Regions from separate parts of the Mus musculus genome. Here region 2 is linked to region 1. The links are chromatin contacts, called in public promoter capture Hi-C maps. All regions are on one chromosome and are shown on one strand. The core of a region is the stretch at or near the end of the contact, and the rest is flanking DNA. Distances in the headings are between cores, read along the strand shown. Region 1 overlaps Gusb (glucuronidase, beta). Region 2 overlaps Rabgef1 (RAB guanine nucleotide exchange factor (GEF) 1).

Evidence for each region. Capture Hi-C pulls out chosen DNA fragments and counts their contacts.
Region 2: a contact with region 1 is called in a promoter capture Hi-C map of liver. The contact joins two enhancer-like sites. A contact is called at or near these places in 5 of 39 promoter capture datasets (hematopoietic stem and progenitor cells, hippocampal neurons, liver and 2 more) and 4 of 9 other capture datasets (adipose tissue, embryonic stem cells, liver and 1 more).

Annotation. Positions count from the first base shown.
Region 1 is chr5:129,986,783-129,992,343 of GRCm38.p6, reverse strand. It overlaps Gusb (glucuronidase, beta), which reads left to right. Exons shown (of 12, transcript NM_010368.2): 11 at 2,192-2,327; 12 at 2,657-3,333. The coding sequence ends at 2,826. Among named protein-coding and RNA genes, the nearest start is that of Gusb, 13 kb to the left of the region's middle. Within about 2 kb of position 2,848, at least 9 of the 459 cell types and tissues checked have an H3K27ac peak or open chromatin away from gene starts, as enhancers often do. A contact at or near this core is called in liver, where this site is marked.
Region 2 is chr5:130,202,435-130,207,995 of GRCm38.p6, reverse strand. It overlaps Rabgef1 (RAB guanine nucleotide exchange factor (GEF) 1), which reads right to left. Exons shown (of 9, transcript NM_001199059.1): 5 at 906-987. Among named protein-coding and RNA genes, the nearest start is that of Tmem248, 17 kb to the left of the region's middle. Within about 2 kb of position 2,170, at least 59 of the 459 cell types and tissues checked have an H3K27ac peak or open chromatin away from gene starts, as enhancers often do. A contact at or near this core is called in liver, where this site is marked.

The DNA of each region.
Region 1 (5,561 bases), core at 1,599-4,098:
AACCACATGGTGGCTCACAACCATCTGTAAGGAGATCTGACTCCCTCTTCTGGAGTGTCTGAAGACAGCTACAGTGTATTTACATATAATAAATAAATAAATCTTTAAAAAAAAAAAGAGTAGCAACTGTTCAAAAAAAAAAAAAGTATGATGGGCGAAGTGCCCTGTGTCTGTACTGCCACTTGGGTGGAGGCAGTTGAGTTGCAGGATACACAGCCTGGGCTCTGTGAGATAAAGCACTTGCTGTGTGATGAGCTGAGTTCAAGTCCCCCCACCCCTTCCCGGACCCACATAATGCTGGGTGTGGTGGCACACATCTGTAACTCCGTTGTCCTATTAAAGGATGAGAATTAGAGACAGGAGGATCCGTTAGCTCTCAGGCCAGCCACGTGGTATACACACTGTGGTGAGCAAGAGACCTTATCTCAAAAGAAATGGAAGTTGAAGACTTTTTTTAAAGATTTATTTATTATTATTTATAAGTTCACTGTAGCTGTCTTCAGACACACCAGAAGAGGGTGTCAGATCTCATTACGGGTGGTTGTAAGCCATCATGTGGTGGCTGGGATTTGAACTCAGGACCTTAGGAAGAGCAGCTAGTGCTCTTACCCACTGAGCCATCTCATCAGCCCGGAAGTTGAAGACTTCTACAAGCATATACCCGTTCATATTCATACACACGAGTACCTATGTCATACACAAGATTTAAAAAAAAAAAATTCATTATGTGTATGTCTGTGTGTCTGTCTGGATATGTACGTGTGTCTGGGTCCTCACTAAGGGTAAAGGTATCAGACTCCCCTGGAGCTGGAATCACAAGTGATTTTCAGCCACCTCAGGTGCTGGGAACTGAACCTGGCCTCTGTGAGGACAGTATACCCTCTTTTTAACTTGTTTTTGTTTATGTATGTATGTATGTATGTATGTATGTATGTATGTATGTATGCACATTGGTGTTTTGCCTGCATATATGTTAGTGTGAGGGGGTCAGATGATTCCCTGGAACTGGAGTTGCAGATAGTTGTGCACCACCGTGTGGATGGTCGAAATGGAACCTGGGTCCTTTGGAAGGACAGCTAGTGCTCTTAAGCACCAAGCCATCTCTCCAGCCCCAACAAAAGTCAGTCCTAGTTCCACATACAGGAGTTAGGTCTGGATGAGTCTGCCTTCGAGGCCAGTCTGGGTTACATGCAGGCTATGTGGTAAGATCCTATCTTGAAAGAACCCCTCCTCCCGTACTCTCCTCCCCCCCCCCCCAAACTTCTCTAGAGCTAAGTACTCCCAGAGTACTTCAGCTTTAAGAACAGCTGGAGGACTGTGCCTTTAAAAGGGAATGTACTTGTTCTGTGAATGTGAGAAACAAAATTCAGAGCCTTACCACCCAGCTGGGTGCAAGGCTGGTGTGGCAGCATTCCTTTAACCCCAGTGCCCTGGAGGAGGAGATGGGATCCCCAGAGCTGAATGTCTCACCAGGCTTGCTGAAATAGCAAGAGACCCTGACTCGATTAAGGTAGCATAAAATTAAGGAGCACCTGATTCCCAACACAGGCAAGTGAAGAGATATGACAAACACTTTTACTAATTAAAGTTTTTACTTTCTTGTTTGGTTTTCCAGGCAGGGTTCCTCTGTGTAGCCCTGGCTGTCCTGGCACTTGATCTGTACACCAGGCTGGCCTCCAACTCACAGAAATCCTCCTGCCTCTGCCTCCTGAGTGCTGAGATTAAAGATGTGTGTCACCACCACCCTATAGGTTTTTACGCTTTCAAAGATTGTTCTTAAGACAGGGTCTCACAGTGTAGCCCTGGTTGGTCTGGAACTCTTGATCCTTTTTGTGTCGGCCTCTTGGATTAAAGACATGGGCCACCTTGATGACCCCCTCCCCAAGACAGGGATTCTCTGTGCAGCCCAGGCTGTCCCAGAACTCGTTCTGTAGACCAGGCTGGCCTCAAACTCAAGAGCTCCTCCTGCCTCTCCAGTGCTGTGACTAATGGCATACGCCAGCCACCACTGCCAGGCGTGTCCTTTAAAGTCTCTCTAATGCTAGCTGACATCAGACAGCAGGGTCTCTGAGCCAGCATCAGTTGAGTCCTGCAGTTAGTACAGCCCCGCATCAGGACAGATCTTTTAGTGGTGGTCGAGTGGATCTCACGTCAGGCCCGGCTCTGATACTCCTTTTGCGTTGAATCCCAGGACCCGCCTCGCATGTTCAGTGAGGAGTACCAGAAGGCTGTTCTGGAGAATTACCATTCAGTTCTGGATCAGAAACGTAAAGAATACGTGGTCGGAGAGCTCATCTGGAATTTCGCCGACTTCATGACGAACCAGTGTGAGTGTCTGTTGGGCTTAGGGATTGTTCTCAGGTCGGCGTTTCCCCGTCCTGGGCATTTGTAAGAATCCTAGAAGTGGGTTTGGGGAGATGGCTTAGGTAGTAAAGTACTTGCTTTGGTCTAGTTTACAGTGGTTAAAAGGAGAAAAGTAGGCTTCAGATTGGGTTGTACCTCCCTCCCCCAGCTTTGGATGGGCATCTGCTTGCTCCCTCCAACACGTGGGTGCCTGCGATTGAACTTTGGGGTGAGTAGGTTTCATAGCAAGTATCTTTACTTTCTGAGCCATCTTATCAGCCCTCCTTGGTGTGTTTGGGTTGTTTTGTTTTAGCACCGCTGAGAGTAATCGGAAACAAGAAGGGGATCTTCACTCGCCAGAGACAGCCCAAAACTTCGGCCTTTATTTTGCGAGAGAGATACTGGAGGATTGCCAACGAAACCGGAGGTCACGGTTCAGGGCCGAGAACCCAGTGTTTCGGAAGCAGACCGTTCACGTTCTAAAGTTACAACTACCTCACTGCAGACTCAAAGGTGTCCCCAGACACTTCCTGACACTAGTGTTTCTATTTGGGATTTTGTGAACTGATACAAGGGGACTTTAGAAGTGACATCAAAGCTTTTCTTCCGTGGGGATAATAACTTACAGTGCCTTAGGCTCAGTAATATGTCCTGCTGAGAGGTGTCCAAGATAATTTGTTAGTTTTTTGGCCTTGGCTTTGTGAACTCTTGAAAGCCTGCTGTGTGAACATTCTCACTAAATTAAGAGCTACTGGTGAGAGGCTGGAGTGAAGGCTGGCTCACAATTTAAGAGCACTGACTGTTCTACTGGAGGTTCCAGATTCAATTCCTAGCACCCACCTGGTGGCTAACTATGAGCTGGTCCTCCATTTCCCAGGTGATCCAAATGCCCTTTTGGCCCCTGCGGGTACCACATGTATGTGGTATGTGGATCTACATGTGGGGAAAAAAGTCATACATGCAAAATAAAAATGAATCTAAAAAAAAAAACTGTTTCTTTCGTTACTATCATTGTCGTCATTGCTGTTTGAGGCAGGGTTTTTCTGTGTAGCCCTGGCTGCCCTGGAACTTATTCTGTAGACACACTGGCCTCAAAATCAAGAGATCTACCTGGCTCCGCCTCCCAAGTGCTGGGATTAAAGGTGTTTGCCACTGCCGCCACCGCCACCACCACCACACAGCAAATTTGTTTTAAAGTGCTGTGACAGATTGTTCACTGCCCTGGGACGACCCCCATGCTTGACCATCTAAACAGGCTAGTCTTGACCCAGTGAGAGTGAAAGAGTCACTCACCAAATGCCACAGAGGAGCTGGGAGTGGTGGCACATGGTTTGAATCCTTAAGTTTAAGGCCAGCCTGGTCTACAAAGTGAGTTCTAGGATAGCAAGGGCTACACAGAGAAACTCCTGTCTTTAAAAAACAGGGAGGGGGTGCAGGGGAAGAAGAGACTATTGTTAGTTCAAATGGGAAGAAATTTTAGGGGTTCTGTATTTCATGTCACCATGGACCTCTTATATTTTTCAAAATACCCAAGTTTTGTGTCTTAGTTTAATATAATTTTTTAAATATTTTATTATTTTCTGTGTATGTTTGTGAGTCACATGTGCCTGGGCTGATGCAAATAAAGGCCAGAACATATTAGACCCTCTGGAACTGGAGTTATAGGTGTTTGTGAGCCACCATGTGGATGCTGGGAGTTGAACCCCAATCCTTTGGAAGAACATGGTCACTGGGCTGACCTTCGATGCTTTGGTCCTCCTGCCTGCCAAACGTGATGGGATCACAGATTCTATCACTCCCAGTTTACACCAAACCTAGGGCCTTACGCATCCACCCATGCAAACTATCAACAGGACTGACTCTCCAATCCAAGTCCTAAAGTTTCATGCAAAACACATCATTTATTCAGGGAAGGATGGATAAGTTAGATTTCAAAAGGACTCATCTTGTTTATAGATGTTACTTCTGTAGAGGACGGAGGAATGGAAACCTCAAAGCTATCCAGACGTCTTAAAACATTCTATGTGACATCTATTGTCTGCCCCCGCCCGCATCCCTTTTTCGTGTATGAGTGTTCTGCCTGCATATATGTCTGGGCACCACTGTATCTGCATGCCCTGTTTCTGTGGAGACCCGAGGAAGGCATCAGATCCCCAACAACTAGTTACAGATGGTTACGGAAATGTTACATGGGTGCTGGGAGCTAACCGTAGGTCCTCTCAAAGAACAGCCAGTGTTTTTTTTGTTTTTTCGAGACAGGGTTTCTCTGTGTAGCCCTGGCTGTCCTGGAACTCACTCTGTAGACCAGGCTGGCCTCGAACTCAGAAATCCGCCTGCCTCTGCCTCCCGAGTGCTGGGATTAAAGGCTTGCGCCACCACCGCCCAGCTCAGCCAGTGTTAACTGCTAAACCTTCCTCTGTTGTTTCTTGAGACAGGGTGTGGCACAGCCTAGGCTGGTCTCCTACTCAGTAAGTAGCTGAAGATGACATTCAACTTCTGTCTCCCAGGTACTGGGATGATAGGCATGTGTCACCAGTATCTATCTGGCTTACTGCCCCACTCTCCCTTTTTCCTTTTCCTTTTTTCTGCTAGGAATGTAAAGCCTACTAAGCAACTGCTCTCCTATTGAGCTGTGTCCTCACTTATGGCTTCTGTCTTACCTCTGGATCTATACTTACAGGTGGCTATGGGCCACCATGTGGGTGCTAGGAACTGAACCTGGGTCCTCCGCTATTAAGAACTATTAAGTTCTTTCTCTACTCTCATTATTTTCGAGACAGGGTCTCACCAAGTAACTCTGGCTGTCCTAGAAGCTCATTATGTAGATCAGGCTGGTCTCGAACTCACAAAAGTATGTCTGCCTCTCCTGTGATCAAAGGTCTAAGCCTCCAACCACAGCATCCAGCCCTGTCAAGGATTCTTTAAAAAAAAAAAAAAATTCATGTATATTGGTGTTTTGCGTGCCATGTGTGAACGAGTCAATCTCCTGGATCAGGAGTTACAGGCAGTAATGCTGCCATGTGGGTCCTGGGAATTGAGCCCAGGTCTTCTAGAAGAACAGCCAGCGTTCTTAACCACGAGCCATCTCTCCAGCCCCATCATGGATTCTTGAGAATCACAGGAATCCAAGAACATAAGGCCCTAAAAAATCTGAATAAAAATTTAAGAGACAAGGCTCTCAATTAGTACTTATAGGGATGGGATTGCGGTACCACGGA
Region 2 (5,561 bases), core at 921-3,420, 220 kb before region 1:
CATTAAAAACCCTCTTTATGGATTCATAACTATTTGGGCTGGGGATGTGCCCCAGCATGCATGAAGCCCTGGGGTCCAACCCCAGCACCGTATAAAGCAGGCATGGTGTTGCATGTCTGTCTTCTTAGCACTTGGGCGGTAGAGGCAGGAGGCTCAGGAACACAAAGTCTTTTAGAGGCCAGCTTGAGTTATGTGAGACTCTGTCTCAAAAAACAAAAACAAAACAAGACAAAACAAAAAACAAAAACACAACAAAAGAAATTACAACTTTCTAATCTACATTGTACAGAATTCCCACCTATTTGCTAAACTGGTTCACTGGAACCTAGCAGGTATATGCCCTGCCAAGTAGGAAGACTTCTGTGGGTCCCTCTCTATTGCTACACTGGTAAAACACTTGCAATTCCCAAGGTTGCCAAGTGCCGGCAAACCTCCTTTCCTCTGCAGTTTCCCACAAAGCCACCATGTTCTCTCTGAAGCACGCATGAGGACATCAAGCATAGCTCAGACGCACCCTCAAGTATAGTGTCAACAGAAGGCCAGAGGAGCTCCACAAAGCAAACCCAAAGCTTTAAGTGGGTGAGTCTCATTTTTTTCTGCTCCAACTCCCCTCCCTTAGGTTTATGTCATTGTGAACCGTGACTCACCAAATGGCAATTCCAAGGTAGGGATTCATACAGAAACCCTCCTGAGCCTCTCTGATCTTCCCCACTATACTCACAATACAGGAATTATATTATTCAAAGCACAACCCAATTGCCCAGGTCATGCAAGGGCACTGCTGGGTATGAGGCAGATGTCAATGTCAGCACAGTACTTTGGTACCAGCCAGGCCAATCAAAGGAGGCGAGGGCAGTTTGAGCTCCAACTGGCTGCCTCACAACAGCTGACTGACAACATATTACCTTTCCCACGGGTCTGCATTCTTTCAGCCACATTTTGGTAAAAGTCCTGAGTACATTCTGACTGTTCCTCGATGCTTAAATCCTGGAATCAACAGACAATAGGTTGGTAAGCAGCTGAAGAGTTAGTTTGAGAACACCAAACCTGAGCAAGTCTCTCAAACACACTCCCTGCACTGAGCCGACTCTATAAGAACTTAAAAATCACACATATTCTGCAAGAAAGAAAAATCTACTATTTTTTTTTAAGATTTATTTATTAAATGTAAGTACACTGTAGCTGTCTTCAGACACCCCAGAAGAGGGCGTCAGATCTGGCTGTGAGCCACCATGTGGTTGCTGGGATTTGAACTCGGGACCTCTGGAAGAGCAGTCAGTGCTCTTAGCTGCTGAGCCACCCCTCCAGCCTGAGAGATCTCCTGTTGATGATCTTTACACATCACAGTAAGCATAGACAACCTGTGAGCGCTCTATTTCACATCACCACCCTCATCCTTACGATTTATTACTATTACTACTACTAGTGTTAATTTTTCCATGACAAGGTCTTTTTAGATTTTAATAGCTGTAACATGTAAGTTTTGGATCCTTTTTGAGTTGATTTTTTAAATACTCATTTTTTTTTTCACTTTAAAAAATGTCGATTACCCTCTAGTATCTCCATATTCATGGGTATAGCGATACTTCTATACAAGATTGGACCAAGGCATACGATCCTAGACTTGCCAATGTGCTATAGCAGGAATATTCAAATTCCTTCCCACTCATTACTTTGAAATACACCATGTGTCATGTGTCAACAACCATAGTTTTCCTGCTGTGCTTAAGGACATCAGAAAGGCTGGAGAGATGACCCAGAGGTGAGTTAGGAGGACCTGCTATACTTCCAGAGGACCAGGATTAAGTTCTAGCATCCACATCAGGAGACTCACAACAGCCTGGAGCTGCAGCTTCTGAGTTCCCCCACACTCTCTCTGACCTCCATGGGCATCTGCATGCATATACACATCCTGCCACGCAGACGCACACAGACACACACATACATACAAACATACATATACATACACACACACAAATACACACACCACACACACATAAACACCACACACATACATACACATACATACACACACACACATCACACACACACACACACACACACACATATACATGGGCATCTACACGCATATACACATACTGCCATGCAGACGCACACACACACACACAGCACTGGAGGTTTAACCTTGTACCTGGCTGGCCCTCTGTCTTGCTGCCCAGTACCTGGAGGCACTGTTTTGCAATCTGCTCCCACCATGTTGACTTTTTCAGCTTCTGTGTATAATGAGGACACATTGCTTCTAATTTTAGAACCAAGTCTGTGCTACTTCCTCCCAACTTCCTCAAGAAGTAAAGCCTGTTTGGATGAGTCTCTTCCTCTTGGCCATACCCTTCTGGTCTCTATAGTAACCAGACAGCTCAGACTACTATTTGGTTTAGAACAATTGAAGAGGGTGCTAGCAACTGGCTCAGTGGGCAGAGTGCCCCAGCCCAGTGTAAACCAGTGCTGTACACCCTGTGATTAAGCACTTGGAGGGAGAAGCAGGAAAATCAGGAGTTCAAGGCCAGCATAGGTTACATGAAACTTCGTCTCAAAAATAAATAAATACATACGAATGAAATGCTCAGCAAAATCTCTGTAAGGTACAGGAGGGCCCTCATATTCTGGGAAAGTGTGAGTGAAGATAAAGACACATTTCACACTATAATCTCTTCATCGAAACACAGAAAAAATACCTTCTCCATAAGTGTTAACACAAGGCAAACTGTAAGTTAATACAAAGTAACCAGTAGCAACTGTTTCTATTTTATTCATTTGTTTATTTAATTTTATGTGCATTGATGTTTTGCCTGCATATCTGTGTGAGGGTGTCAGAAGCCCTGGAATGGGAGTTACAGACTGTTGTGAGTAGCCATGTGGTTGCTGGGAATTGAACTCAGGACCTCTGGAAGAGCAGCCAGTGCTCTTAACCTCTGAGCCATCTCTCCAGCCTTTTGTTTTTTATTGTTGTTGTTTTGCTTGTTTGTTTTTTGAGTCAGGGTATCTCTATTATAGCCCAGTCTAGAACTCCTTCCCTATGTATACCAGGCTAGACTAGAACTTAAAAAAAAAAAAAAAAAAAAAAAAACACCCACCTCTGCCTTCCAAGTGCTGAGATTAAAGGTGGGAGCCAACATGCAAGGCAGAGGCAAATCTTCACAGAAAGGCTCTCCAGGAAACGAAACCAAAGCCATGAAACGACCAAAAGCTCCTCTATTACACTTGATCACTTCCTCAGGAGAGTGAGATCACAGAGTGCGGCTCACAAGAAAACTGGTGTCTTTGCTACACATGCACGAGCACCTCACGCATGCCTGGTGCCCTCAGAAGCAAGGTGTCAGGTCCACCATGCCAAGGGTGCTGAGAGCTGAGCCTGGATCCTCTTCAGCTCTCCAGCCCTAGAGTAATAGTGTTTTATAACCCGAACTAAGGGTCTAGAGAGCACTGGCTGTCCTTCACCGGCCAGGATAGTCCAGGCCAGCCTCTAACCCCCTGCTATCTGCTCATAAATGCGGAGATGAAAGCCATATGCCACCTTACCCAGCATATGATTTTTAGTTTTGAGACAGGCTCTCATTATTTTGTCCAATCAGTCTCAAACTTGTGGGCACAAGTAATCTTCCCCCTCAGCCTCCCAAGTGCTTAAAGTATATGCTCACATCTACACGCCCAACCTAATAGCACGCTTTAAACATGTTTCCATATAAACAGACTTGAAGAAAACAATTCTTCACCAAGCCATGAACCTCGTTAAATGAGATAACAGGGTTTTGAGATGATTGTCTCTCTGCATGTCCTCTGAGCTTTTTTTCTTCCTTTCCTTTTGAGATAAGATCTCCTGTGTAGCTCTGGCTGGCCTCCAACTCACAGAGAGGTCATCCACTTGCTTCTGTCTCCTGAGTGTACAGATTAAAAGCATGTGCCACAATGCCCAGGTTTCACCATACTTTAAAATTACTCCTGAAGGGCTAGAGTGATGACTCAGCAGTTAAAAGCACGGGCTGCTCTTCCACCCATTGGACCCAGGTTCAATTCCCAGCACCCATACAGCAGCTCACACCAGTTCAGAGGATCCAACGCCCTCTTCTGACCTCAGTGGGCCATGTAAGCACTAGGTACACAGACAGAAAAGAAAAGAAAAGAAAAGGAAAGGAAAGGAAAGGAAAGGAAAGGAAAGAAAAGAAAAGAAAAGAAAAGAAAAGAAAAGAAAAGAAAAGAAAAGGGCTTAGCAGTTAAGAGCACTGACTGCTCTTCCAGAGGTCCTGAGTTCAATTCTCAGCAACCACATGGTGGCTCACAACCATCCGTAATGGGATCCAGTGCCCTCTTCTGGTGTGTCTGAAGACAGTGACAGTGTACTCACATACATAAAATAAATAAATCTTAAAAAATAAATTACCCCCCATACCAACTTGAGAGAGAACGAGGTGGGGGGGGGGATGGAGTAAAAAAAGTGCAGAAAAGGCAAGCAAAATATCTATACACATAAAATAATAAAAATACTCTTTAAAATAAAATTACTCAAGACATGAGGCTATGTTCAAAGGTCAAAGGAAAGCTACAGAGAGTACACTACACAGGTGACCACACATACCATTGAACCCACAGTCAGTATTCTACCAAACTAAAGCTTAAGTCTCACAGTAAGATTACCTTTTCCAAGTTTTTTTGTTTGTTTGTTTGTGTTTGACACAGGGTTTCTATATGATGTGTGGTCCTGGATGGCCTCAAACTCAGGGGTCTGTCTCTGCCTCCCAAGTACTAAGATTAAAGGGTTTGCTACCACCCCTGGCTGTATCTTGTTTTATTTTTAGTTATGTGTACAAACGTGTGTGTATGTAGGGTATGCTCATAAGTGCAGAGCCAGCAGAGAGGTGAGTGTTGTGAAGCCTGTGTGTGTGTGTGTGTGTGTGTGTGTGTGTGTGTACATGAGTGCAGAGCCAGCAGAGAGGTGAGTGTTGTGAAGCCTCTGTGTGTGTATGTGTGTGTGTGTGTGTACATGAGTGCAGAGCCAGCAGACAGGTGAGTGTTGTGAAGCCTGTGTGTGTGTGTGTGTGTGTGTGTGTACATGAGTGCAGAGCCAGCAGACAAGTGAGTGTTGTGAAGCCTGTGTGTGTGTGTGTGTGTGTACATGAGTGCAGAGCCAGCAGACAGGTGAGTGTTGTGAAGCCTGTGTGTGTGTGTGTGTGTGTACATGAGTGCAGAGCCAGCAGACAGGTGAGTGTTGTGAAGCCTGTGTGTGTGTACATGAGTGCAGAGCCAGCAGAGAGGTGAGTGTTGTCAAACTTTTGGATCCCCAGAACAAGTAGAACCAGCTTCCTCCTGATTACTGAGCCATGTCTAGATAACCTTTTATAAGATTCTTTTATACAAGTTACATTCTAGCTTCTAATTTCCTTATTGAAAAAAAAAAATTCAGGTGTTGAAGGCTGAACTCAGAACTTTGTCATGAAGCCACACACGGCCTTTTCTGCACTTTTTTTACTCCATCCCCCCCTCCAACCTCGTTCTCTCTCAAGTTGGTATGGGGGGTGATTTATTTTTTAAGATTTATTTATTTT